Linked DNA regions of Oryctolagus cuniculus: region 2 is linked to region 1. A link is a contact called in public Micro-C data. All regions are on one chromosome and are shown on one strand. The core of a region is the stretch at or near the end of the contact, and the rest is flanking DNA. Distances in the headings are between cores, read along the strand shown. Region 1 holds the start of FZD7 (frizzled class receptor 7). Region 2 holds the start of ALS2 (alsin Rho guanine nucleotide exchange factor ALS2).

Region 1 (6,390 bases), core at 1,222-3,721:
CGACTGCAGGGTCTTGCCCGACCAGATCCAGAAGCCCGTGGTGATGCCCACGATCATGGTCATCAGGTACTTGATCATGAAGACCGTGAAGTCGGGGCTCATGGGCGGGAAGTGGCCGGGCGGGCAGGGCACGGCATAGCTCTTGCACGTCTGCAGGAGCCAGGTGCGCTCCCAGTGCTCGCGGAAGGCCTGCTCGTAGAAGTAGCAGGCCAGCACGATGGTGGCGGGCACGGTGTAGAGCACCGAGAACACGCCGATGCGCACCATCAGCTTCTCCAGCTTCTCCGTCTTGGTGCCGTCGTGCTTCATGATGGTGCGGATGCGGAAGAGCGACACGAAGCCGGCCAGCAGGAAGGAGGTGCCGATGAAGAGGTAGACGAAGAGCGGCGCCAGCACGAAGCCCCGCAGCGCGTCCACGCTCGAGAGGCCCACGTAGCACACGCCGCTGAGCAGGTCCCCGTCCACCTGGCCCATGGCCAGGATGGTGATGGTCTTGACGGCCGGCACGGCCCACGCGGCCAGGTGGAAGTACTGCGAGTTGGCCTCGATGGCCTCGTGGCCCCACTTCATGCCGGCCGCCAGGAACCAGGTGAGCGACAGGATGACCCACCAGATGGAGCTGGCCATGCCGAAGAAGTAGAGCACCATGAAGAGGATGGTGCAGCCCTCCTTCTTGGTGCCCTGCGCCACCGTGCGGTAGCCGTCGTCCGAGAAGCGCTCCACGCACACGGCGCGGTCCTCCAGCAGGAAGCCCGCCACGTGCGCCACGGCCACCATGAAGTAGCAGCCCGACAGGAAGATGATGGGCCGCTCTGGGTAGCTGAAGCGCCGCATGTCCACCAGGTAGGTGAGCACGGTGAAGAGGGTCGAGGCGCAGCACAGCACGGACCACACGCCCACCCAGAGGCGGGCGAAGCGCCTCTCCTCCTCCTTGAAGTACATGAGGCCGTTGGCACGGCCCGGCTCGCAAGGGGCGCCACAGTCGCGCTCGCCCAGGAAGCGGTAGCCCAGGTAGGGGGGCACCTTGAGCTGGCGCGGGCACGAGAAGGGGAAGGCGGCGCGGCCCCTGCCGTCCGCAGCCCCCGGGGGCAGCGCGGTGAAGGGCGGGTCCGGCAGGTAGGGCGCCGTGGGGTAGGCGGTGGGGCCGCCGCCGGGGCCTCCGGAGCCGTCGGACGTGTTCTGGCCCACGCAGATCTCGCCGGCGCCGTGCACCGGGAAGTTCTCGCAGCGCAGCCGCTCGGGCCACTGGAAGCCGAACTTGTTCATGAGTGCCTCGCAGCCCTGGCGCGCGCGCTCGCACAGAGAGCGGCAGGGCGGGATGGCCTGATCGAGCACGGTGCACACGGGCGCGTACATGGAGCACAGGAAGAAGCGCAGCTCGGGCGAGCACTGCACCTTCACCAGCGGGTAGAACTGGTGCACCTCGAGGCCCGCGTCCTCCTGGTTCGTGTGGCCCAGCAGGTTGGGCAGGATGGTCTGGTTGTAGGCGATGTCCGTGCACAGCGGGATGGAGATGGGCTGGCAGAAGCCGTGGTCCGGCACCGAGATGCCCTTCTCGCCGTGGTAGGGCTGCGCCCCGGCGCCCGCGGGCAGCGCGCCCAGCAGCGCCAGCACCAGGGCGCACAGGCCCAGGGGCGAACGCGACGCGGCCGCGCCGGGGCCCCGCATCGCCGGCCGCGAGTGCAGCGACGCTCTCAGCCCAGGGAGTGCGATGAGGCGGCTGGGAGAGGCTTGGATGCCGGGAGGCGCCGCCGCGCCCGGCGCATGAGAGTCCTCCCGGCGCCGGGGCCGGGCCGTGGGCGGCGCGGAGCCGAGGGAGCTGCCGCTGGGGTGCCCGCGCCGCGGGGGCGCCGCAGCCGCCTCCGCCCGGCGCTCGCGCGGCCGCCGGGGGCCCAAACGCGTCAGTCTGGGCCGGGGGCGCGGAGGGGGACGGCCTGGCCCTCTCTGCGGGGACGTAACGGTGCGCCTTTCTCTGCGGCGAGGAGCAACAAGCGTCTCCGGCTCCCCTTCAAAGTTTGCCGAAGTCTCTCGAACCCTCCCCCCAACCCAACCCAGCGCACACGGACGCGCACGCCCCCCACTCCAAGTCCGGCCCCCGCCAGGTCAGAGCCGGCGCCGCCGCCGCCGCCTGCTCGCCGGGGCCGCCGCCTCGGAGGTGCTGCTCCGCCTCCTCGCCTCGAGGCTCGGCTCGCCACCGCCTCCTTCGCCTCCTCCTCCACGCCCCGCGCCTTCTTCGGCCCCAAGTTTCAGCCCCAAACGGCTGGCTCTCGCTGAGTCCCACCGGCGCCTCAGAGCCTGGAGCCCGGCGACTTCTGCTGCAAGCACAGTCACTCGGCGTCTGAAGCGGCGAGGCCCCTGTGCCCGCGGCCTGGCCCCGGCCTCTCCGGCCTCGCGCAGCCCCGGCCCCCGAGTCCCGGCGCCCGCCGCCGCCAGCCGCCGGGAGGGAGCGCCGAGTAACGCCTGGGAGCCGCGCCGGTGGCCAGAAGAAGCGTCGGGCTCGCAGCGCTCCGGCCGACCCGCCCCCTCCCCTCCCCCCATTCACAAACCACTCAGGGGGCGGTGCCCGCGCCCCGGCGCGGCCCAATGGTGGCCTTTGTTTTCTCTGGGGCCGCCTCTGGATTGGGTGGAAGTCGGAAGGGGCGGGCAAGGGAACGGGGGTGGGGGGAGGCGGTGACTGCTGCGCTCTGGGCGGATTCCTGAGGGGAGGGGCGGGGGACTGGGAGGGAAAAGTTGGGAAAAACTTTTACCCTGCATTGGCTCAGGGGAGAAAAACGCACCAGAAAGGGAATTTACTTGAAAGATTTGTTCCTCTTCCGGGTGCACTAAACACACATTCCTGAGCAGAAGGGCTCATTCGCCTCAGAGTCGAGAATAGCGCCGCGCCACGGCCGGGGAGCGGGGGCCCGGAGCCGCTTCAGTCGCTTCCCGGCTGGAAACGCTGAGCTTTGGCGGGGGCTTTGGGTGGCGGGATCCTAAGCGTGCGGATCCGGACGGGGTGGGAAGGGGGCGCGCCTTGCGGATTGCTTTTCTCCCTCCGGAGCCGGGCAGACCGCGTAAGGCTGCGGTCCCCTCGCACCCCCTCCCCCGGTTGTAAAAAGGAGGAGGGGTGGCCTCGGAGGAGAAATCGGCGGCAGCCGTGGGGGCCGAGAGCGAAGGCGGGAGGAAGTGCAGACCCTCGAGGAGCGGGTCCGGCGCGGGACTCCAGGCGCGGGGCCCCGGGCCGTCCCGCCCGCGCTCCTCCCGGCCCGGGAGTCCGCCGCCCGCTGAGGTGGCCGCGGCGAGGCCGTAGGAAACGGGGCCGGCCCGAGTGCCCGGCACACTCCGTACGACTCGCAGAGCCTCTGCCGGGGCCCTGTGCCCCTTACTTCTGTGGGCCTGTGGCCTGGGGGTGGGACCCGTCTCCGTTGCGGGAGCATGATCTGATCCTCCATTTGGAATCTGCCCAGGAAAGTTGCCATGCGTGTCAGAAACCAGGGCCGCTGCTCCTGAACGCGTTCTCCAGACCCGGAGAGGGGCTCCCCTTGTTCTCGGGAGCGCCTCCGGACTGGCGAGCGTTCTTTTGTTCTCGGTAAACCTTCCTCCTGCCTCAGGCGCGGGGCGCTCGCGGGGTCGCAAGTGGCCAGAGGGCCTCCCGGTTCTCTCGGGGCGGCCGAGTATAGCGGGGATTCCAGGCGGGAAAGTGACTTCAGTGACATGTTTAGGAAGAAAAAAAAAATCAAAATACTGCCGCCCCCCCGCCCCCCTCCCCCCCCCCCAGTCGCCGCCGAGCCTCTGTTTCATCCTCTGCTTTTCAAATCGTTATCCGGGCCGGCCCCTCGGCCCGCGCTCCCAGCGGGTTCCGATCGAGCTGAACGCCGCCGGCCGAGGGTGCTGCCCCCAGTGCGCTTCTTCTCCTGCAAGGAGAAAAACTGATCCTGAAATCGCTACCGAGTTCGTGGGGTTGCCCTCCATGGGGACATCGGCGCCCTTCGTTTTGCCACTGAGGTTCGCTGGACACCCTGCCTTCCACTTGACGGCTCTGCGTCGCTTGCGGCTGCTGTCGGTGGGTCCAGACCCGAAGCCCTCGGAGGTAGCTAGTGTGTCCTCCCTGCGGCCCCTACGGCACCCCTTCCCTCTCAGACTGGTTTTGATCCCTCCCCCCACTTTGGTGATATGAAGAGCAATAGAACAGTATTCCTCCCTTGTATTTTTTTCAAGGGCTCTCCTTTTCCTTTCTAAACTATTTCCTTGTGCCCTAACATCCAGGAGTGTTGCGGTTTCGGAGAGGACGCAGTTTAAAGACAATGGGGCGGCTCTGCTTTGTCATTTAAAGTGTGTGTGGTGGGAGCTTCGATTCCTTTTTTTCTGTCTGTGAGCTCCAGGATAGCCTCCTTTCCTGAATCAGATTTTCATGCTTATTCATCAGGCCGCTGATCTAAGTCATCTTTGCTTATCGAGAGAGAAATACCAAGCTCTGCCATCACATAAAATGAAAACTGACAAGATAAAATACCATCTCCAGTGCAGCTAAAACCAGTGTAGCTGGTGAACTGCGACTCCTCCTGTTATCGCCCCAGATACCTCCGGTGTTGGGGAGGAGGGGTACTACTTTAGAAAGAAAAAAGAAAACCCTTAAAAATAACAGCCTATGCATGAGATGCAGAAAACCCATCCCAGATGGAAAACCTCACAGATGTGTTTTCTCTTGCTCTGTCCCAAGCAGACAAGTGCAAAAAACACAGACGCAAAGGCAAACATTTTTGAGATTGCTTTGTTTTGAAAGACTATTTAAAAAAAAAAATCAATGTAAGATTGTTCCCCCAGATCAGAATTTGCTGTTTATGAGGGGTGTTGTAGCTTTCCATAGTTTGTCTGATGCAAAATGCTGTGATTTTAGAACACAGACAGTGGGTTCACAGTGGAGGAGGCTAAATGATCTATTTTAGACTCTCCAACAAATGCAGTAACATTAGTTTACATTCTGTCCAGGATCCATTTTCTTGTCCCGGCAACACCTTCCACACCCAACTCCCAAAGCTGCTCATTGGTGTCTTCTTTGGAAACTGCTGCAAAACTTCCAGTCCTCCCTGCCCTTTCAAATAACAAAGGCCTTTATTTCTTCAAATCTCTTCGTATGAACCCATAGGAAAGTGCTGGTATTCATTGGCTCCGGTTTTTCAAATGCTACTTATTTTGGCCAAGTCCCAGGTTTATCTAGTTGAGATACATTCTGATGGCAGGTTGGATTTGAAAATGGCCACTTTCCTGCTGCCACAATCCTGCCATGACAATGAAACTCTACCTGGAAGGATGACTCATGGAAGACCAGAAAGGACAGCTTTTAGCAGGCGCTTCCCTTCCCAGCCTCTCTTACCAAACCCTTGACCCTGAGGACTTGGAATTTCCAGTTGGCCAGGTTGCCATTGACTGGTGCTCGCAGTTGTTTGGGGGTGTTGACCATTCCTCCAAATGGGCACGTTCTCATCCCTAAAACACCTTGCCGTGTTATGACAGTCAGAGGCGTCCAGACTGAAGACAGGGAGAGCTCTGCTATCATCGTGTGAGGTGTATAGGCCTCATCCTATGGAGATGATTTATGTGGCAGATTCCAGTGACTGAATCTGTCAACGTTTCCCTTCTGATTGAGAGTTTGCTAAGGATCCATTGTTGCATAACAACTGGAAATCTCGTATCTCAAAAATAATAGATAAATACTATCCCATAGTTTCTGTCTGTCTGGAATGTGTACTTAGCTGGGTCCCCTGGCTTAGTCTCTCACAAGACCATGGTCATGTTGGTCGGGGCTACAGTTACCTAGAGGCTGTCGGCCAGAGTCATCAATCAAATCAGGTCCTTGCCATGTGGGCCTCTCGTGAAGCAACTCATGATACAGCATCTGAAAGGCAGAGTGATGGCACGGGGGGGAGACACACATGCACGGGCACACACACACACACACACACACACAATGCTAGTGGGGTGGTATGGGGGAGAACGCTTCCGTCTGCTGGTTCACTCCCCAGATATCTGCAACAGCCAGGGTTGGACCAGGCTGAAGCTGGGAACCAAGAACTCCACCCTGATCTCCCATGTGGGTGGCAGGAACCCAAGTACTTGAGCCATTGCCTGCTACCTTCCAGGCACCTTAACAGGAAATTAGATCAGAAGCAGAAGCAGGACACAATCCCAGGCACTCTGATGTAGTCCTTGGATATCCCAGGCAGCAGCTTAACCCACCGCGCCATAATGCTCACCCCTACTGAGGTGGTTCATAGACTGGTTGAGTTCTGCTTTTCACCGTCCATATCCTGTTCTGCCCCAGGTAAGTTACTTAGCCTCCCTAGATACTCCAGGGTGTTGTGAGAATTAATCACATAATATTTATAAAATGCTTTGTGAGCAAAAAATTTT
Region 2 (6,390 bases), core at 1,161-3,660, 250 kb after region 1:
CACCGGCCCCTTATGTTTGTTTTAAAAATAAATAAAAATAAAATGGGTGCTGGGGACCAGTGCTGTGGCGCAGTGGGTTAAAGCCCTGGCCTGAAGTGCTGGTTCTAGTTCTGGCTGCTCCTCTTCCGATCCAGCACTCTGCTATGGCCTGGGAAAGCAGTAGAAGAGGGCCCAAGTCCTTGGGCCCCTGCACCCGCGTGGGAGACCTGGAAGAAGCTCCTGGCTCCTGGCTTCGGTTCAGCGTGGCTCTGGCCATTGCAGCCAGTTGGGGAGTGAACCAGCAGATGGAAGATCTCTTTTTCTCTCTCTGCCTCTCTTCTCTCTGTGTGTAACTCTAACTTTCAAATAAATAAATAAATAAATCTTTTTTAAAAAAAATGGGTGCCAATTTGAGTCCCAGCTGCTCCACTTTTGATCCAGCTCTCTGCTACAGCCTGGGAAAGCAGTAAAAGATGGCCCAAGTTCTTGGGTCCCTACAACCTTGTGGAGACCTGGAAGAAACTCCTGGCTTCAGATCAGCTCAGCACTGGCCATTGTGACCATTTGGGGAGTGAACCAGTGGATGGAAGACCTCTCTCTCTCTTTCTCTCTGCCTCTAACTCTGCCTTTCAAATAAATAAATAAATATTTAAAAAAATAAAAGTTCAAAGAGCACCAAATTGTATAGTGTCACTAGTAGTTTTCTTCCCTTTCTTATTTTCAATTGTTTAATATATCTTTCAGAGCTAACATATGCAGATCTAAGGATATGTGTCATTTTCATGTATGTATCTATCATCTTTCTCCTGAAGACACATACATAATGCCCAATTGAAACGTATACACACTATTTGTACCCTGTTTTTCTCTTAACAATCTAACTTCCAGATCATTCCAATAAGTACATAAAGATCACCCCCCCCCTTTTTTTTTAAGAGGTTGCATAGAATGGCTTAATTCTAAGACCCCAAAAATCAGGGATTACAGTTCAGGGTGAGGAAGATTGGGAAGCCAGAAAGCAGAGATAGAAAATGAGGGCAAAGGCAAGGAGGGCAGGGAAAAAAAATTGAAGACAAGGTAGATAGGAGCAGGCTTAGTACCTGCCGGAGACTAAGTGATAAGAAAGGCCAAGGATGAACATCGGGCAAAGAGAAAGGACAAACAATGGGGCAGAGTCTCCAAGGGGATTCGAAAGGATCCTGAGTTTAGGTGGAGGGGTTAACCTTGAGAGGGCAGAACCCCTCTAGAAGGAAAGGGAGAAGGAGAGGAAGCTGAGGTTGCAGGTAGGTTTTGCAATAGTTGTTGGTAGGAATTAAGGAAATTCACTTCTAGTGGTTTCTCATCTCGTTTAGAAACGTTAGAATGAAGTTATTTTTTCTTTGAATGTTTACAGAGGAAGTGAGTGGGTAAATTCGGAAGTGTGAGAGTTGGGAATAGGAGGGTAGCAGGGTAGGAGATATCATGAGTAGCAATGTGTAAATATCACTATCTTAGGTTCAGTGACATTGGCCTGGCTACACCTAAGTCTCCCCCAAGACAGACACACTTTTGGCTTGCAGTGGTGCCAATTTGTGATTTTGTGCAGTGGGGAGGTTGTGGACTAGGTTAGTTGCACTGTTGCAGAATAAGCTTTGCAGGTGGGCAGAACACTGGGGAGGCAATTGAGGTGAGGGTGTTGGTCAATGCGAGGCCACAGCTACTCAGGCACCGTTGGTGGCATAAATTTAGGTCTACAGATGCAGCGACAGCACTCGACCTGGCAGCAGCTAGATCGCATCCACCATGTGCCAGGAATGGAGGTTCTAGAAAAATCTTCACAGGAGGGCTTTGGGATGCAGGATGGATGGTGGTGGTAGCTGTGGCAGCGACAGAGTGTTGCAGAACTGTGAGGGGCAAGCGAAACTGATTTTACTCATATGGGATATCGGGAAGTCCTGCAGGCATCGAAGAGGGGGCCAGTGCCTTTCCTCCCGCTTCATTCCACCCTTTGGGGGGTGCAAGTAGGTACCAAACATACAATCTGACAAACCGGCGCCGCGTGGAGATGACGTCACTCTAGGGGCGGAAAGCGATCCTCGTTAGGCTAAAATCTACAAAGCCAATCTGAAGATATGTTAGTGTTTTCACTTTATACTACCCGCTCTTGCAGTTTGAGGGTGTTCACAATATAACTGCAGGGCCAAATCACCGGCCCCTGCCCCTGCGCTTTCCGTTACCATGGAAGCGTTCGGGTAGCTAGGCCCCGACGACTCCATATGACGTCATCACCGAAGCGCGATCTAGGATTGGCGGCTCCGCCTTGGCCGAGGGAAGGGCCGTGCTCCCGAGAGCGTTGCCATGTAGTGCCCTACGCATCCTCAGTAATTTTGATCCATACCAGACGCCGTTGGTCGTCTCCTAGTGTAACCCTCACTGCTCCGGGAGCTGTCTCCTCCCGCCTTCACCCACGCTCGCCCGCCAGCCGCCCTGCAGCCCCGCCCCTGCCAGGAGGCCCCGCCCCCCGTGAATCAGCTGATCTCGCGGACCTGCGGGACTCCTGCCGGATGCAGAGCGCGGTATTGCCGGTGGAGCGTCAGGTGAGCTAGCGCGGGTCCCGAGCCGACCCTCGGCTTCGGAGGGCTCATCGGCTGGGACCGCCTGTGTGCGGGAGGCGGGGGTCCGGGAGCGGGGTGGAGACTCTGGCCGAGGCCCGGGAGCGGGTTGCTGGGGGCCGGCCGACAGCGCGCCCACCCCTTCCCAGCCGCGGTCCGACCGACGGCGCCTGCTGGTCCAGGAGCTTCCGACGCGGCCGCTAGGCACCGGCGCCAAGTTCTCGCCTTTGCCGGCTTCCACCCGCCGGAGGCAGGACGCCTCTGCAGTGGTCTCAGCCGCCCGAGATTCCATCATGCCCTCTCCTCCCGCCTCCACCCACGCCGCCTTCCACCCATTCATTCGCGAGGATCTGTGGGACAGCCGCACCGGGCGCTGAGCGGATTAACCTGGGTCCCTGGCCAGGAACCCTGGGTGCGTGTCCGGGCGGGTTTGCCCCTGGGTGCAGGTCACCGCCAGGGGCGGACCACAGCGGGGCTAGAAGAGACTGACCTTGATGTTGAGAATGAGTGGCTTACCCAAGCCCTGTAGCGTGTGAAGTGATCCAAGTTCTGGTGAGCAGATGGTCAGAGGCTGCAGCCGTGGGCTGGAGCAAACGCCGCTGCTCAGGGCTTCGCCGAGCAGGAACACAGGAAAACCCTGGTCCAGGTGGCAGATCCAGGTCTTTTCTCTCCGGCGTGGGATGGGGAAGGCAGGCACTCCCATGCCCAAATGAAGACCCTTACATGATTGCCGTGGTGTTCATTGGTTGGCAGCAAATGTTCTTCGCGCAGCTGTAAGCAGTACAATTGTGTGATACGTTTTTTTTTCTGAGCAGGCACAGAAAATCAGTAAACCCTGGCCAAAGATCGTGTGTGTGTGTGTGCGCGCGTATGTGTGTATGAGAGAGAGAGAGATTTGAAATGATCAGTTGATTTTTTAAGTTAATGAATACTTAGAAGAATTTAAAATAGTTAAAAATTCACTTTTGCAGTCAGTTGCACTATTTAACCTTAGTAATGTAAGGGATACTGGCGAAGATTCTAGGCTTGCATCTTTGACTTTCGGCAAGTTACTGCACCTCAGCCCTTATCTCTAAATGGGGGATAAAATATAAAATGCTTTCCTGACGTCCGTGGTTTTGCCTGAGATGCTTCGTGTATCAGTACAGTGCTTGGCTCCTGGTGAATATTCACTACACATCAACAATGCTTACAATTTTTTCTTCTATTACATCCTGACCCAAATGGACTTTTTGCCCTAAGTGGAGGGAACAGTAACTGAATATTTTAAGCAAGGGACTTCTTGACTTCTTAAGTCAAGAGAGAGTTTTCAGATACTCTGGGGATCCATAGGCTTGTATGTAGAGGAAATATGATTTCAGGTTGGTTTGTAGTAACTTGGGTCCTCCGTTGGGCATTTTAATGTGGAAAACATGCTGATGGAATGCATATCTAGTTTAAATTTGTTAGTCCTGAAACTATGACTAGTTTTGGCAGATTCAAGAATCACAGTTATAGAAGAAAAGCTCAAAATGACATCACAGTGTTAAGATTTGAAAACATAATGCTCCCTAAAATGAAGTACCAAACAGGTGATTTGGGGAAATTTTTTAGTGGCATTATGCAGGTCAGTTATTTTATTTAACCTGATGTACACAGTGTAGTATGGAATCCCTTCTCCCCACATTGCAGTTCTTCAGAACATAGGTTGTTATCTGAAACACTGGGCATTTTGATGGTTGCAGAATCAAAGGGCATGCTTAAACCTTCCCTGAGATCTTATTTTAGTTCTTGTGCGATTAGGTGGAAAGACTACCAGTAATCTTTTCTTGGAAAACACAGGCTTAAGGCAGTCACTGCTGGGTCCATTCTACAGCTGTATCCAAAGACTGCGAGTGACTTGTCAAAGCCTATAATCCTGCATGAAAGTGAGCCGAGCTAGGGTCTGGGTGGAAAACAAGGCAGGCAGGTAGCAAGGTGATTGGCAAGATGGTGCAAGAGAAGTCCTGCTTTGATGTGGTCTGGAGCTGAACCCCTTTCCCAGAGGAACGCTGGGAGGATTTCCATGACTTTTAAATCACTTAGCTCTTTTTGTAACTTTGTGAGATTAAATCTACCACGTATTCAACTGTGTTAGGGATCTGTGTGGGTACGTCAAAAAGTTCGTGGAAAGGTGGAATTAAAAAAAAAGTTAAAAAAATACACAAAGAGAAAACACTATTAAGAAAAGATATATTTTGCTTCAAATAATTTCAAAATCCGTGCATAGATTTTTCAATAATACACATTTTCCACAAACTTTTTGAAGATATCCTGCTAGAATTTGTTTGAGACAGATTGTTCTCTTAACCCTTCTTCACTGATGACTGAATAAGGCAGTTATCAGTAATAAGAAAGCCCCCAAACAGATTGTTGATGGTCAGCCCTTAAAGTGCTTGATAACCACAAATAAAATAACAGGAAACTTGGTTCTCTTCAGTAGCGCGTTTATTTTCCTTTCCCCATCTCCTGCGACATCTTTAGTTTATGTCCCGATGCCTGTCTGCATTTAGCTGAACTAACTGATCCAAGCAGGTAGAGCAAAAATATTTGAATCAGTGAGGCAGTGAGTGCTTTTTTTGGGGGCTGTTGTATGGTTTTCAATGTGAAGGGAATGTGCAATTTCTGACCCTCTCTAAGAAGACGAGGGTCTTTTGGTAGGGGTTCAGTTGGCTGCCAGTGAATTGTGCACTGAGAGAAGATCAGCTTTAGCCTCATTAATTCTACAAAGTGATCAACTCCTGTTTCTGTTATTTATGATGTGATTTCAGTATTTTCCTTCCAAGCCCTCACACAGTACTTGAGTTCACCAGACCTTCTTCCTGGGAATGTGGTGATTTCGACCTAATAACAGCATGTGGGTGGGCTTCCACTCACTCCAGGGTGCCTTTCTCCCACAGTGAATTTTGTAACTAAACTTAGGACAGCTGTCCAAGGAAACGTATAACAAGGCTGATTCTAATAGCTCTTTAAAGTGTCGCAAATCTTGCTGTATATTAGTAGGAAAATGGGTAAACTGGTTCATTCATGCTATTGACTGCTCAGCCCCTAGGTTAATATCAGTGGATTGGATCTATACTTATCCAAATGGATACATCTCAAGCATATAATATTGATTTTTAAAAAATTTATCCATTTATTTGAAAATTAGAGTTATACAAAGAGAGGAGGAGAGGCAGAGAAAGAAAGAGAGAGAGGGGTCCTCCATCTACTGGCTTACTCCCCGATTGGCCACAACGGGCAGAGCCTTGCCGATCTGAAACCAGGAGCCAGGAGCCTCCTCCGGGTCTCCCGCTCAGGTACAGGGGCCCAAGGACTTGGGCCATCTTCCACTGCTTTCCCAGGCCACAGCAGAGAGCTGGACAAGAAGTGAAGCACCCAGGACTCGAACCGGCGCCCATATGGGATGCCAGCACTGCAGGCAGCGACTTTATCTGTTACGCCACAGTGCTGGCCACTATAATGCTGACTGAAAAAAGCAAGCTGTCCAAAGATATTTGAGTATATTGTAAGGTGCATTTATACATACTTTTGAGATAATACAGTATTATACATTGTTTGTTAACACACACATGTAACAGAATTATATAGAAGTATAAGGACATGCCTGGGAATGAACAGTATGGACTTCTGGAATAGAAGCTAACTCCTAAAGTGGAGCTCCCTCAGGTCTTTGTAGAACTATTTCTTCTGTTTTAAAGAAAGAATGGAAGCAAATGTGATAATGTGTTAATGTTTGTTAAGATTAGATAAGGAATATGTGGATTTATTATTTACTTGTTTTTACAGTTGTATGTAAGTT

Evidence for each region. Hi-C and Micro-C count contacts between places; a contact is called where the count stands out from the background.
Region 2: a Micro-C map of ear pinna shows a contact between it and region 1, with 2.8 times the contacts expected there. The contact joins the promoter of ALS2 here to the promoter of FZD7 in region 1. A contact is called at or near these places in 3 of 6 Hi-C or Micro-C datasets (ear pinna, psoas muscle and an unstated tissue).

The regions. Positions count from the first base shown.
Region 1 is chr3:37,925,164-37,931,553 of mOryCun1.1, forward strand. FZD7 (frizzled class receptor 7) reads right to left here and starts at 2,472. Exons shown (of 1, transcript XM_051848296.2): 1 at 1-2,472. The coding sequence starts at 1,668.
Region 2 is chr3:38,175,965-38,182,354 of mOryCun1.1, forward strand. It overlaps ALS2 (alsin Rho guanine nucleotide exchange factor ALS2), which reads left to right and starts at 2,411. Exons shown (of 33, transcript XM_051849283.2): 1 at 2,411-2,555.